Regions from separate parts of the Mus musculus genome. Here all the other regions are linked to region 3. The links are chromatin contacts, called in public promoter capture Hi-C maps. All regions are on one chromosome and are shown on one strand. The core of a region is the stretch at or near the end of the contact, and the rest is flanking DNA. Distances in the headings are between cores, read along the strand shown. Region 1 holds the start of Rcvrn (recoverin). Region 2 holds the start of Gsg1l2 (GSG1-like 2). Region 3 holds the start of Dnah9 (dynein, axonemal, heavy chain 9).

Region 1 (4,256 bases), core at 1,335-3,834, 1.5 Mb before region 3:
CACTGGTGCTAGGGCAAGAAGGACAGTAGTCCTGGTAGGTCAGGGCAGCAGCTTTATAGACAGCACACACATCCCCAGAAATGAAATGAACTGCAGTACAGATAACTCCCAGAATTCCTCTTTCCTGATCCACTGGCACCGTGTCCAGGCATGATGGCTAAATATTGGCTGTGATTGGCTGTCTGTTCCACCTCTCTTCCAACAGAGGGCTGGTTGGTGGCTGGGTGGGAGGGAATCAAGCCTTCAGGGTTCTGGGAAAGGCCGTAGGAACTATCAAAGCCTCACCCTGGACCCAGGGAGTTTATGTGCATTTCCCACGCTCACATAATGGCTTGGTGTCAGAGTTGGTACAAGAACTCATCATTTCTGACTTCCAGACTGATGCTCTCACAATGACCCTGTGACTTGGTGACTAGCGAGGCCTCACACACTTTTCTCAGCCTCCTCTCTCCTCCCTGCCTCCTCTCCCTGCTCATTTCCTTCCTTTTATTTCTAGAAGAGCATCAACCTAGCCTTCTTTAGGTGGCTTTGAATTGGTCCCCATCCCATGCCACCCAGGGACCCCAAAACTATCCCAGAGGAGGTTGCTCTACAGACTTTGCCCCCAGACAGCGAGAGTACCACTTGTTGGCCCCTATTCCAGGGATGACCTAATCTGCTCCCAGCTACGGGCTTTGCTGCCATGTTTGTCATCTGTCCTAATAAGGGTGGGGGGAAGAATTCTGCAAGTAAAAGCATGATTACAAATGCACCAAAAATTAGATGAGATATGAAGAATAATGTTCCTTCCAACAGGAATGGAATCCGAAAACTAAAGCAAGTGACAGGGACAGGAGGAATCAGGAAACAGTGGCTGTAAGTGGCATCATGGGGCAGGTGGGGCGTGGGGAATTGAAGTTCTCTAATGTCTAAAATTATGGGAACGGCTTGAGCAACCTTATAAAATTTCCATAGGGTAGAATTTTAAGGGCTCTTAGATATACTTTTAACCTGGCTGTGGTAGTTTACACCGGTAATCCCAGCTACTGTGGAGTCAGAGGCAAGAAGGCTGAGAAATTGAGGGCAGCCTGAGCTATGCTGCTAGAAAAAGTATTTTCTGGAGAATTTGTGATGGTATAGAAAATATTCACGATAAGAGAGTAACTGGAAAATCATGAGAAAAAAAATTACATGTTCCTATGCCAGGGTTTCAGATTTGTCTTAAAATACTGAAAAGGCACTGAGCAATGTCCTGAAAGCACATTGGTTACAAACTTCAGTTTTAGCCTGCAACATCACATTTCTTTTGCATCATCTTTTAAATTTCACAGACCATTTATATATTAGATTAAAGATAAAACTATTTCTGAGACACCAAAAACACTCCGAACTGTTGTGCACAGAAAGGAGAGGAAGCAGAAGCCTCGTCTGTAAAGCCTGGGAGGTGAGAGTCTGGGAAGCCCTGCCCAAGGGTCCACCATACCAGGATTAGAAAGTGAACACAAGCAGGACTGGGATCTAGAGTCCGTGGCCCCACTGTGGCCTCTCTCTGCTTTCTAATTGAAAGGTATGCGTTTTACTATTATGGAATCTGAATGTGTGTTGCTGAAAGAAATTGAAGACTTTAATGAAAAAAGGGAAAAGGTGTGAGAGAAGAAAGAGGAAAGGAAGAGAAGAAGATATAGAAAGAGAGGAAGGAGGGAGAAATGTGGAGGAAAGGGAGGAGACCAGAGGGAGGAAAAAACAAGAGAGAGGAGGGAAGGAGGGAAGGAGGGAAGGATGGTCAAAGGAGAAAGACAACAAAGGAGGCAGGGCAGAGTACAGAGCGGGAGTGAATGAGGGAGGAAGGAAGGAAGGGAGGAAGGAAGGAAGGAAGGAAGGAGGGAAGGAAGGAAGGAAGGAAGGAGGAAGAGAGGGGAATTTTAAACAGTATTTACTAGAAAACCCCAGATTGTTCTTTGGGAAGCAGATGACACTCTAGGGAGGTGCCTGCCCTCTATTCCTCTCATTATGTTGGAGCCCCTCCCCACCCTGTCTCTCCTAGCCCTGGCTGGTCCCCACTCCACTGGGCTACAAGGCACCTGAAGCCTCCTCCCCATCCCGCACAGGCAGCAGGAATAGAGACACACTGACCATGACGATCTCCAGCACTTCATTTTTGCTGATGGTCCCATTGCCGTCTACGTCGTAGAGCGAGAAGGCCCACTCGAGCTTCTGCGTGGGCTTGCCCGCCGTGGTCATGTGCAGAGCAATCACGTACTCCTTGAAGTCCAGCGTACCATCGCTGTTGGCATCGAAGCTGCGGAACACGTGCTGCGCGTAGGCCTTGGGGTCGGAGTCCGGGAAAAACTTGGAATAGATACTTTCGAACTCCTGCCGCGTGATGCGGCCGCTAGGGCACTCCTTCAGGAAGGACTGGTACCAGGCACTCAGCTCCTCCTCTGTGAACTTGGTGTTCAGTTGCAACTCCTCTAGGATCTCCTTGGACAGGGCACCGCTCTTGCTGTTCCCCATGGTGAGGGAGAGTAGGCGCCGCGGGGGGCGGGAGGGACAAGTGTGGTCGCCTGGCTAACAAGGCTGTGTGCTGCTATGGGGTGGAGACCCAGGTGCTGATGGATTAGGGGGGATTTGCGGCCAGGTCTGCCCAGTCCTTGGAGGGAGGAGGGGCACCCTTCTGAGATTAAAATAAAGAGCCAAGAGCAGCCACTTACCTTTCCTGTGCTTGTTGAGAAGAAAGGAACAAGGAGGGACCCTTGAACCAAGCATCCTCGGCATTTAAGCCCCCGAAGAGCCACACTGCTTGCTGTTTGTCTTCCCCATCTGAGGGGCACCCATGGGACCTTATAGTGCAGGAGTTTGGGAGCTTAGGGTCTAAAGGCAGCCCTACCACTTAACCTACACTGCATGGGAGTTTTTCTAATCCTCCCCCAGTCACATTTGGGCCTAGACACTTCACCTTCTCAGCAAGACCTTTTATCCATCACTCTCTGATGGCTCCTTCCTCACCGCTGCTGGGAAACCCCAAACTGTCTGCCAGAATGGAAGTGCCAGATAGGGAAAGATTGTGTTCTGTGGGTTGTTATCTCCACTGCCAGAACAGTACAAAATAGCTCAAACTGGCTGGAAAAGGTGCTGAACACACACGTGCACACACATGTGCACACACACACACACGTGCACACACAGACACAGACACACAATATATATATATATATATATATATATATATATATATATATATATATATACATACATTCATACATACATATATATGCCCACACAGACACATTCACACACATACACCTATTCATACACACATATACACACATTCATACATATGCACATATACACACATACACACATTTACATACACACAGAGACACATATATATACATTCACACACAGACACACACAGACACACAGACACACAGACACACACACACATATTCATAGATGTACACACATATACATGCACACACAGAAACATACACATACATATGCACATATAAACACATATTCATACAGACACATGCACACACATGTACATACACATATATTCATACATATACACATATACACACACACACATTCACACATTTACATATAAACATTTACATGCACACAGATACACATGTACATTCACACAGACACTCACATATACATACACACATATACATGCACACACAGACACTGACACATACATATGCACATATACACACATATACACATGTACATACAAATTCATACATATACACATATACACACATTTACATACACACATTTACATCATGCACACACAGATACACATATATACATTCATTTACACACACACACACACACACACACACACACACAAACACGGCTCCAGACTCACTATAGGCTCACCTAAATGTTTTGAATCTACCACAGTTTAAATGTTTTGACTTTACCACAGTACCACAACATGCCTTATACAACCACAGGAGATTATTTCTCCGGGATTTTGTCCAACGTGAGTGTTCTGAGCGGACAGAGGTGGGTAAGCCTGAGTTACAAAGTTCAGTGTGTTGGATGCGCTCTATACATGTTTACTTATGGTGTGTTCAAGGCAAGACTGGGTCATGGGGACCTGGGTCCGTTGTGAGTCTCTATTATAAGTTAAGCCCTGGTGTTATTGTTCCTAAGTAACAAAGGTAGAATAAAGCTGCCTAGGAGGAGTGAGCAGGCAGACCAGGCAGGTGGCAAGAGACAGAGAGGCCTGTCACATTGGCAATGGTGAATGTGTCATTTGAGTGTAG
Region 2 (3,921 bases), core at 508-3,007, 1.6 Mb before region 3:
TGCAAAGGCTAAGGTAGAGCATGCGTTTGCTCTCAGGAGCCTGCTTGGATGGGGTTGGAGGTAGTCATACTATATCTCAGAGTTTTATTGCAGTTTACTTAGGCTGCAAGAACAATTTTTCAGATGCTACAAGGGTGGTAAAATAAACATCTGAATGAGAAATGTAAGTCTGAGGATGTAAGTGGGGTGCCACCCCTTTTCACTTTGGGGCCTTTGCTGTGAAAACAGAGGAGCTCACTAGCCCTGAGCATAGAGCTCAGCCAGCCTGTCTAACAGCACGGGCTGGCACTCCTGCCTTCTATTCTTTGTGAGGTAACTCTGCTCTATGTACCACCTCCCCATCTTCTCTCTCTTCTTCCCTCACCTTTTACTTTATAAGCCCCCACCATCTATCAACAAAGTCTGGAAGATGTTAATGAATTGGGGCTGACTGACTCAAGACAAGGCTTCTTGCTGTGCAAATTCTCCGTGTCCCAGTCTCCTGCTTCAGAGCTGAGGGAAGGACATCTACCATACAGGGCTGTTTCAAGGACAGACTGAGATAAGGGCTGCAACTTGTTATGGGCCATGATTGTGACAGATCTGGAGGTGATCTAATGATGCTAAGGGCTGTGTGTGTGTGTGTGTGTGTGTGTGTGTGTGTGTGTTTGCTTTTTTTGTTTGTTTGTTTGTTTGAAATAGAATCCTCTGTTTCAAGAGGCATTAAAAGCACAAGAGAGACTCAGCATTGGAGGAACTGGGGTAATGGCTCAGTGTTGAAGAGAGTTTGCTGCTCTTTCTTGTATAGGCATTAGCTTTGGTTTCCAGAACAAGTCAGGGGTCTCACAACTGCCTGCAACTCTAGATGCTGGGGATCTGATGCCTTCTTCTGGTCTCTGTGCGTACAGAGACACACATACAGACACACAATCTCATGCACTTTGAAAATTAAGGTACATAAACACACACATTAAAAACTTAAAGCAGTGTATGGCGGCACACACCTTTAATCCCAGCATTGGAAGGCAGATTTATCTTTGTGAGTTTGGGATCAGCCTGATCTACATTCCAGGCCAGCCAAGGCTACAAAGTTAGACCCCGTCCCAAGTAACAACAACAACAACAACAACAACAATAACAACAGCAACTTTTAGAGTGAGAAAGGAATCTTAGGGATGAAGCTTAGAGGAGGATAGTGGCCACCTTTGATTCTTGAGGAACTGAGACAAGCGGCAAGTGGGTGAACACTTGTACTTAATAAAGAGTACGTCAGGCACATTCTCCATAAGCACCTCCATGGCTCCCATTTTATAGATGAGAAGATTGAGACTCAGAGGTAAAGGACTTGCTTAAGATTACATAGACAGTCCGTGGCAGACCCAAGATTCAGATCCAAGCAGTCTGACTTGGAGCCCCTTCTCAGGGCCATCCTGCTCCTGTTGGCCCAGGGACACACAGACTCACTCACCTGTGCTGTTGAGGCTTTCCTCACAGGACTGCCAAAGCCCCGCATGGAACCTGCGTTGGATAAACTTGTCGTCCCCTGTCTCCCAGATGTACTGGACAGCCTGGCTGTCATCGTGCTTACTGCCCGTGCTGCTGCTGGACCGGCTGAAGTGAATGCAGTTCAAGCCCCCGAGGAGATCCTGGCATAGAGGTTTTGTCATTCGTCGGATCCCCTCGCACCAGTGGCTGCTGCCCATGGCTGTGAGGGAGAAGGCAAGGGCCAGGCAGATGGGGAGGAGGGTCAGCATCCGCTGCCACCTCGCCCTGTCCATGGCAGAATGAAGCTCCCAGTGCCAGCGTGAGCGAGGGGCCCCCTCCTCTCTACTGTATCACGGTATCCACCCCCAGCCCTGCCATCTGGCATCCTGACACAGCTTCTTCCTGGTCCCCTGGCGGGAACCTGTGTATATTCCAGCATATAGCATCTGTGTAAGTACCATGGCCAGAGCTATTCTCCTAGGAAGAGGTTCGGAGTGGGCCTTTCCATCCACTCTGGGATGAGTATGTGCAGGGGACATTGGTCCATTTTAGAAGCCAGTGGTAAAAGAGGTATACCATAACATTTACCGCTGTAACCATCCAGTGTATGGTTCAGTGGCAGTAGACATGGTCACATTGCTTGGAAACATTCACCTCCATCTCCAAAACTCCTTTCAGCTTGCAAAGTCAAAGCTCTGTCACCATTAAACAACTCTCCACTCCCTGTCCTCCCAGGCCCTGGAAGCCTCCACTGTCCTTATTGTCTTGGAATTCTACAAGAAACCTCATAGGAAAGCAACACTGCATTATTTGTGCTTAAGCGTCCACTTTATTTTCCATAGTACAGATGTCCTCAAACCTCATCCTGCTTTGGTATATGCCAAAAACTCTTGACTCTTTGCAAGGAGGAATAGTATTCCCCTGTGTTTATGACAGTACACCTTGGTTCTCTGCTTATCCCTTGATGCCTGGGTTGCTTCCTTTGACAATTGTAGAGAAGGATGTTGGTTTTGAGTGAAGGCCAAGACTATCTTGGTGTCTTGATGCTGCCTCCCCGGCCCCCACCAACTCTACTCTTTCTTTTGGAACTAAGATGATCCCTTGGTGGTAGGTTCCAGAAGCATGAAATGCTCGCTTTCTAAAAAAAAAAAACAAACTATTAGCTTACAAATAACTAGGTTTCATAATGGTATTTTAAATGTAATGTACTGTGTTGTTTCTCTCTCCTCTTCTTCCCCATTCCCCCTCCTTCTGCCTTCCCACCCCCAGCTTCTTTCCCATCTACCCCCTTCTTCTCTCCCACCCCCAGGCACCCCCTTTTGACTTTCATGACACACGTGCTCTTCTGTACTTTCCCTCCACTCTCCTAATGCCTCTTGTGTCCTCTCGTAGCCCGCCATCCAGTTGGGTAGCCCATGTGTGCTCTCACTAACCTTTATCTGCACACGTAAATGTTAGAAGTTGGGATCCGCCTATGAGACTGAAGATACAAGAAACATGGAAGCTTGGGGAAATTTCTGGGTCTGTTGCTTAGCCCAGAGACCGAGAGAAGCAAGACTCGGGCAGTTTGCTTCAAAGCCTATGTATTGTGCAGAGTGGGAAGGGACATGTGCCCAATTGGCTGTGGAAATTAGCACCATCTAGGACAGTCAAAGCCCTTGGACCATCACCCACATCCTCACTGAATGGGTCCTATGCAGGAGTAGCAATGTCGAAGACCCTTTAGGGAGAAGAAGGCTAAGCTCCACCCCTTGGTAGCCAAGTCTAGAGTAGGGTCGGGAAGGAGTGTGAAACCTCCCAAGAAATTCATCTTTTATTTATCTTTTGTTTATTTAGTCTCCAGGAATAAACCAAAAACTAAACTGTTTTTAGGATGGGGAAAGAAAAGGCAATTAGAGACTCCAGGAAAAGTCAAAATTTACATAAGAAATTCAATAACCCTGAAGCCAGGAAGGAGCAGAGAGAGGAAAGAGTCTATGTGGCCCCAGCCGATCACGGGCTCCTCATTAAGTGCTGAGCAGTCCTGGAGGTGGCCAGATGTAAGCATGCAGTGACATTTGTGTTTGTCTCTCTCCATCTGTTCTTCCCTGCTGGCGAGGCTGGAGGACCTGTGTTCTGTACTCCACATACAGCTCTCACAAACAGGTTTACCGCATTTTGACACTAGATGGCATCCGTCCAACGGGTAGCAGGTCGTGAAGCTGACCAAGGCAAGTCCTTTCAGGGGGAAGAAAATCAGGAAAAAAAAAAAAATTTTAGAAGCATTTCAAGAAGCAAGATGGAATATTTGTACAAAACAGGTGCTTTCTCCCCCACCATGCGACCCGGGAGCTCCCCACTGATATGGACAGAATAGCTTTACAGCCACATTCAAAACACACACACACACACACACACACACACACACACACACACACACACACACACATGTTTTCTTCCCTCCCTCCACTTCCTCCC
Region 3 (3,970 bases), core at 33-2,532:
GGAAGAAGAGAGGAAAGGAGGGAGGCAAACAAGGGAGGAAGGAGGGAAGGAAGGAAGGAATTAAGATATGTAAGAATCCTCTGACATTTCTATTTTCCCCCAACGTCTTTTTGGGAATATCAATTATCAGATTCATTTTGCCCCTTTCTTCTTAATTGCTCCACTTGTTGTTTAATGCAGCAATGATAAAACACTCTTTATAGACACAAAGATCCATTTTCTAATGCAAACATTTTCATCACAGAACCCCTGGGTCCCAGTTATCGAGCAGTAAATCATTTCAGCTTCCAGGCACTGGTGTTGTCCTGGGCGGGGCTGGGGGGGTGGTTCTTGTTAAGCCAAGCTGCCTTTGATAAGTGCTACTCTGTTAATAGTCCTTGAAGCCTGATGTAAACATTCACTTTACTAAGAAATCCCGCAGTCCCTGGGAGGTAATACAATCGGGGGTGGGGGTGGGGGGGCAGACAGGAGATTCTTGCAGACCGGAAGGCCTCTGGCTGAGTGTCCATTTCCTTTTTACACACACATATCCATTCCTTCGTTCACACACGCATACAAAGACCCAAGTGATTGATTCTGATCACGGAGAAGGATCAAACCTATGAGGAGTGATAATTTTCCAGGTCAGAAGGGGAGCACGCTGCATATTTACAAGCACTTCAGTATATTTAAGAATTGACCTCGGGCCACTCGCATGGAAGACCATTGTCCAGCACAGCTGCCCTTTTGGCAAATGAAGGTGCAGGCAAAGCAAGGTACTGGAGATTATTTTTTACAATAATTTATTATAAATGTCTGAAGAGGAGACATTCGAAGTGATTGCTAGACACGCATGCTTATTTAATTGCAAATTTAAATGAAACAATTAAGCCCTGTGTCACCAACAGGTCGAGTGTCGCTGGAAGCTCATAATTTGAAGGAAAAAAAAAAAGTTCTATCCAACAGCATTCTCCGAAAGTGTTTGAGTTGTTATCTTGGGAAAAAAATTGTATTGCATTCATGGTATTATCCTTGGCGTTGGGATTAACTTTTTAAATTATATATTTAGGACAGAGTAAGAGAACTATTCATTTTGTGTATGGAGGCGTCTGAAGACTTTAATCTGGCCTTAGACAAAAGAATCCCACGCAAGCCTGTGCCTGTAGTCTTCAGAGCACGTCTAGTCTACCAGACCAGCTTGGATGTGAGAGCTTCCACCAGTTTCCCAGCAACAACGACGCGACCCCGCCCCTTCTCAGCCCCTGCCTACCTTATTAACTTAGTGGGGCGGAGCTAGAGTCCAGTGCCCAATATAAGGAGAGCAGAGGCAGGAGGGCCTGGCATCCCCGTCGCTAGGGAAACAGACGCTGCAGCTGGCAACACGCGATGCCCGGCGCCAAGGAGCAGGCAGCGCTGGCGGAGTCTGGGGACGAGGAGCCTGGAGACCCGAGGCTGCGGCTTCTGGGGACTTTTGTGGCTCGGAGCCTGCGTCCGGCCGCGGGCACCTGGGAGCGCTGTGCAGGCACAGCCGAGGCGGGGAGGCTGCTGCAGGCCTTCCTGGATCACAACGCTGCCTCGGATCCGCGGCCACTGCTGGTGGTTCAGTCCGGGCCCGGGGGCCTGGTGGTGACACCCGGTCTAGACGCAGGACCAGAGCCCAGCCGAGCTCGCGCCAAGGGGCTCTTTTTCTTGCGCACTAAGTCCGAGCCTCCGGGAAATCACAGCCTCCGCGGCACGGTGCTCTGCGGGGACCTACCCGCGGTGCCACTGGAGCACCTGGCCCCGCTGCTCTCAGAGGTGAGGGTGGGTGGATGGCCCCTTGCTAGCAGAGGCTCGAAGTCTAAGGGAGGGAAGGGGGAAGAGGGGCGTGTGCATGAGGGGCGGGGTCAAAACCAAAGAGGTGGGGCGACGCTGCAGAGGGATTGGTACGTGGGCGGGGTCACAGGAGGAGTCTGTGGTGGAGTCTGAAAGAAAAAGGGCTGAGATTGGAGCACAGCCTGGGAGGGAGTGGAAGGGCAGGGCTGCCAGTAAACCAAGACCCTGGTTGGTGATCTGCTGGGTGCCAGCTGGGGACAAGTCTGGGTGAAAGCCAGGCCACAATATGAACCAGCTTTGGGTCAGGGGGTTGGTTCAAGAGGAAGTCATAGTGTGAAGAATGCCTGAGTCCTGGCAGCTTTGTAAGTCATCACGCAAGGGCCAAGGACAAGAAAGTGGTGAATTTTGAGTTAAAGTTTGTCTGCTGGATGGGAAGGAGCTGCACTGCTTTAAATAGTATCTACCTTTGCAAAGAAGTTTAGAAGGAGGCGATTTGGTTTTGATTTTAATGTCCTTCATTTACCATGCAAACATTTATGGAACTGCCTTGGGCTGGCAGCAGTTGGGTATCTTTTGGTCAGCAGGCATTGGGAAGAATCTGTCCCACCTCTGGGAAAAGAGATACAGGTGGAGCCTCTGGGCCTTCAGAGCTCAGAGGATTTTCGCAATGGTAGTTAGATGAGAATCTTGAACCCATTAGACCTTCCCAAAGGAAGAAAGCTTTCCTGGTAGTTGAGTTGAGCACATGTGCTTCTAGAGGCTGGCCCTCTCTAGGTCTAGCCAGTTGTGAAAGGAGTGTGTGCAGATACTAGCTGTGTGGCGTTCTGTATGCTTAGTGCCCTGGAAACGGCACAGAAATGGAAAATAAATTCCCATCCATGAGATGCTTCCCAAACACACTCATCAGATCATGCGTTCAACGTATTTGAAACTGAAGACAGTGAGGGTGAACACTTCTCTAAAACTTTGGCCCTAGTGGTAAAGCCAGGACATGACTCTTCCTTGCTACATCTAATGTTAGCTCCCTAGTTGCTGTGAAAGGGGAAATCCCGAGGAGGAATAGGATGGATGGGCAAGCATTCAGAGTCTGGGGAAGCTAGGCTAGCATTAAGTGCTTTAATGGTTTTAAATTGAATAGTCTTATTACTGTGTTATGTTTGAATACCACCTGTACAGAAGTCCATCTGTAGGTCATGTCCCTGGTAAAGGATGATAGGAAATTGTCCTTGGCTTCAGAGGAAAGACAGATCCATGTAGTCTCAGGGGCTGCGGTAATCTTAGTGTTACATTGAGTTCTGATAAGGGAGAGGCAGTTAAGGGTACATAATGTTCTTGCAAAAGACCCATATCAGGAAGCTCACAACCACCTGTAGCTCCAGATCTGGGGGATTTGATGCCCTCTTCTAAACTCTATGACTATCTGAAGTCATATGTACATATACACTTATATAGGCACACATGGATATGTAGCCTTAAAAAATAAAATAAAATAAAAATAAAATAAAATGATTTTTTTAAAGGCTTAGAGACAGACACAAACTAGTCTGTGAAGAGGGTTGAGCACAACTCAGGACTACATAATCAAGGAAATCCAGCCCAGAAATCAACAGTAACTTTAGGAGCTGGAGAAATGACTTCCAGCTTATGAAACCACACTTCCATGGGAGCAGAGTTTGGTTCACAATACTCAAGTCAGGAAGTTCACAGCAGCCTCCAACTCCAGCTCTAGGAGATCTGACACCTTCTGTGTCCCATGGAAACCTACACACATGTGGCATACATGCACATAGACCATACATATATACATAAAATAGACAGTTTAAGAGATTTTCTCTTTCTCTCTCTCTCTCTCTCTCTCTCTCTCTCTCTCTCTCTCTCTCTCTCTCTCTCTTTCTTTTTTTCTTTTTTCTTTATCTATGTTTTGAGATAGATAATGTAGCCTCATGTAGCCCAGGCCAGGGTCTGACTTGCTATGTAGTAAGGATGACCTTTAACCCCCAATCCTCTCACCTCCACCTCCCAAGAGATGAGAGTACAGGTATGTAGCACAAAAATCCATGGGTTTTGTTTTTTGTTTTTTGTTTTTGTTTGTTTATTTGTTTGTTTTTGTTTTTGTAATTTAGATTGAAGACAAAAGGATACAGTTAAGGAGTAAATGAATGAATGATGTGGCACT

Evidence for each region. Promoter capture Hi-C pulls out the DNA fragments that hold promoters and counts their contacts.
Region 1: a contact with region 3 is called in a promoter capture Hi-C map of stem cell-derived epiblast-like cells, with 5 times the contacts expected there. The contact joins the promoter of Rcvrn here to the promoter of Dnah9 in region 3. A contact is called at or near these places in 4 of 39 promoter capture datasets (hippocampal neurons, liver and stem cell-derived epiblast-like cells).
Region 2: a contact with region 3 is called in a promoter capture Hi-C map of liver, with 3 times the contacts expected there. The contact joins the promoter of Gsg1l2 here to the promoter of Dnah9 in region 3. A contact is called at or near these places in 2 of 39 promoter capture datasets (embryonic stem cells and liver).

Annotation. Positions count from the first base shown.
Region 1 is chr11:67,693,654-67,697,909 of GRCm38.p6, reverse strand. It overlaps Rcvrn (recoverin), which reads right to left and starts at 2,584. Exons shown (of 3, transcript NM_009038.2): 1 at 2,113-2,584. The coding sequence starts at 2,493. It also overlaps a transcript of Glp2r not described here.
Region 2 is chr11:67,772,444-67,776,364 of GRCm38.p6, reverse strand. It overlaps Gsg1l2 (GSG1-like 2), which reads right to left and starts at 1,757. Exons shown (of 5, transcript NM_001347057.1): 1 at 1,448-1,757. The coding sequence starts at 1,757.
Region 3 is chr11:66,165,863-66,169,832 of GRCm38.p6, reverse strand. Dnah9 (dynein, axonemal, heavy chain 9) reads left to right here and starts at 1,282. Exons shown (of 69, transcript NM_001099633.1): 1 at 1,282-1,776. The coding sequence starts at 1,366. Gm12296 (predicted gene 12296) reads right to left here and starts at 1,798. Exons shown (of 3, transcript NR_153847.1): 1 at 1,250-1,798.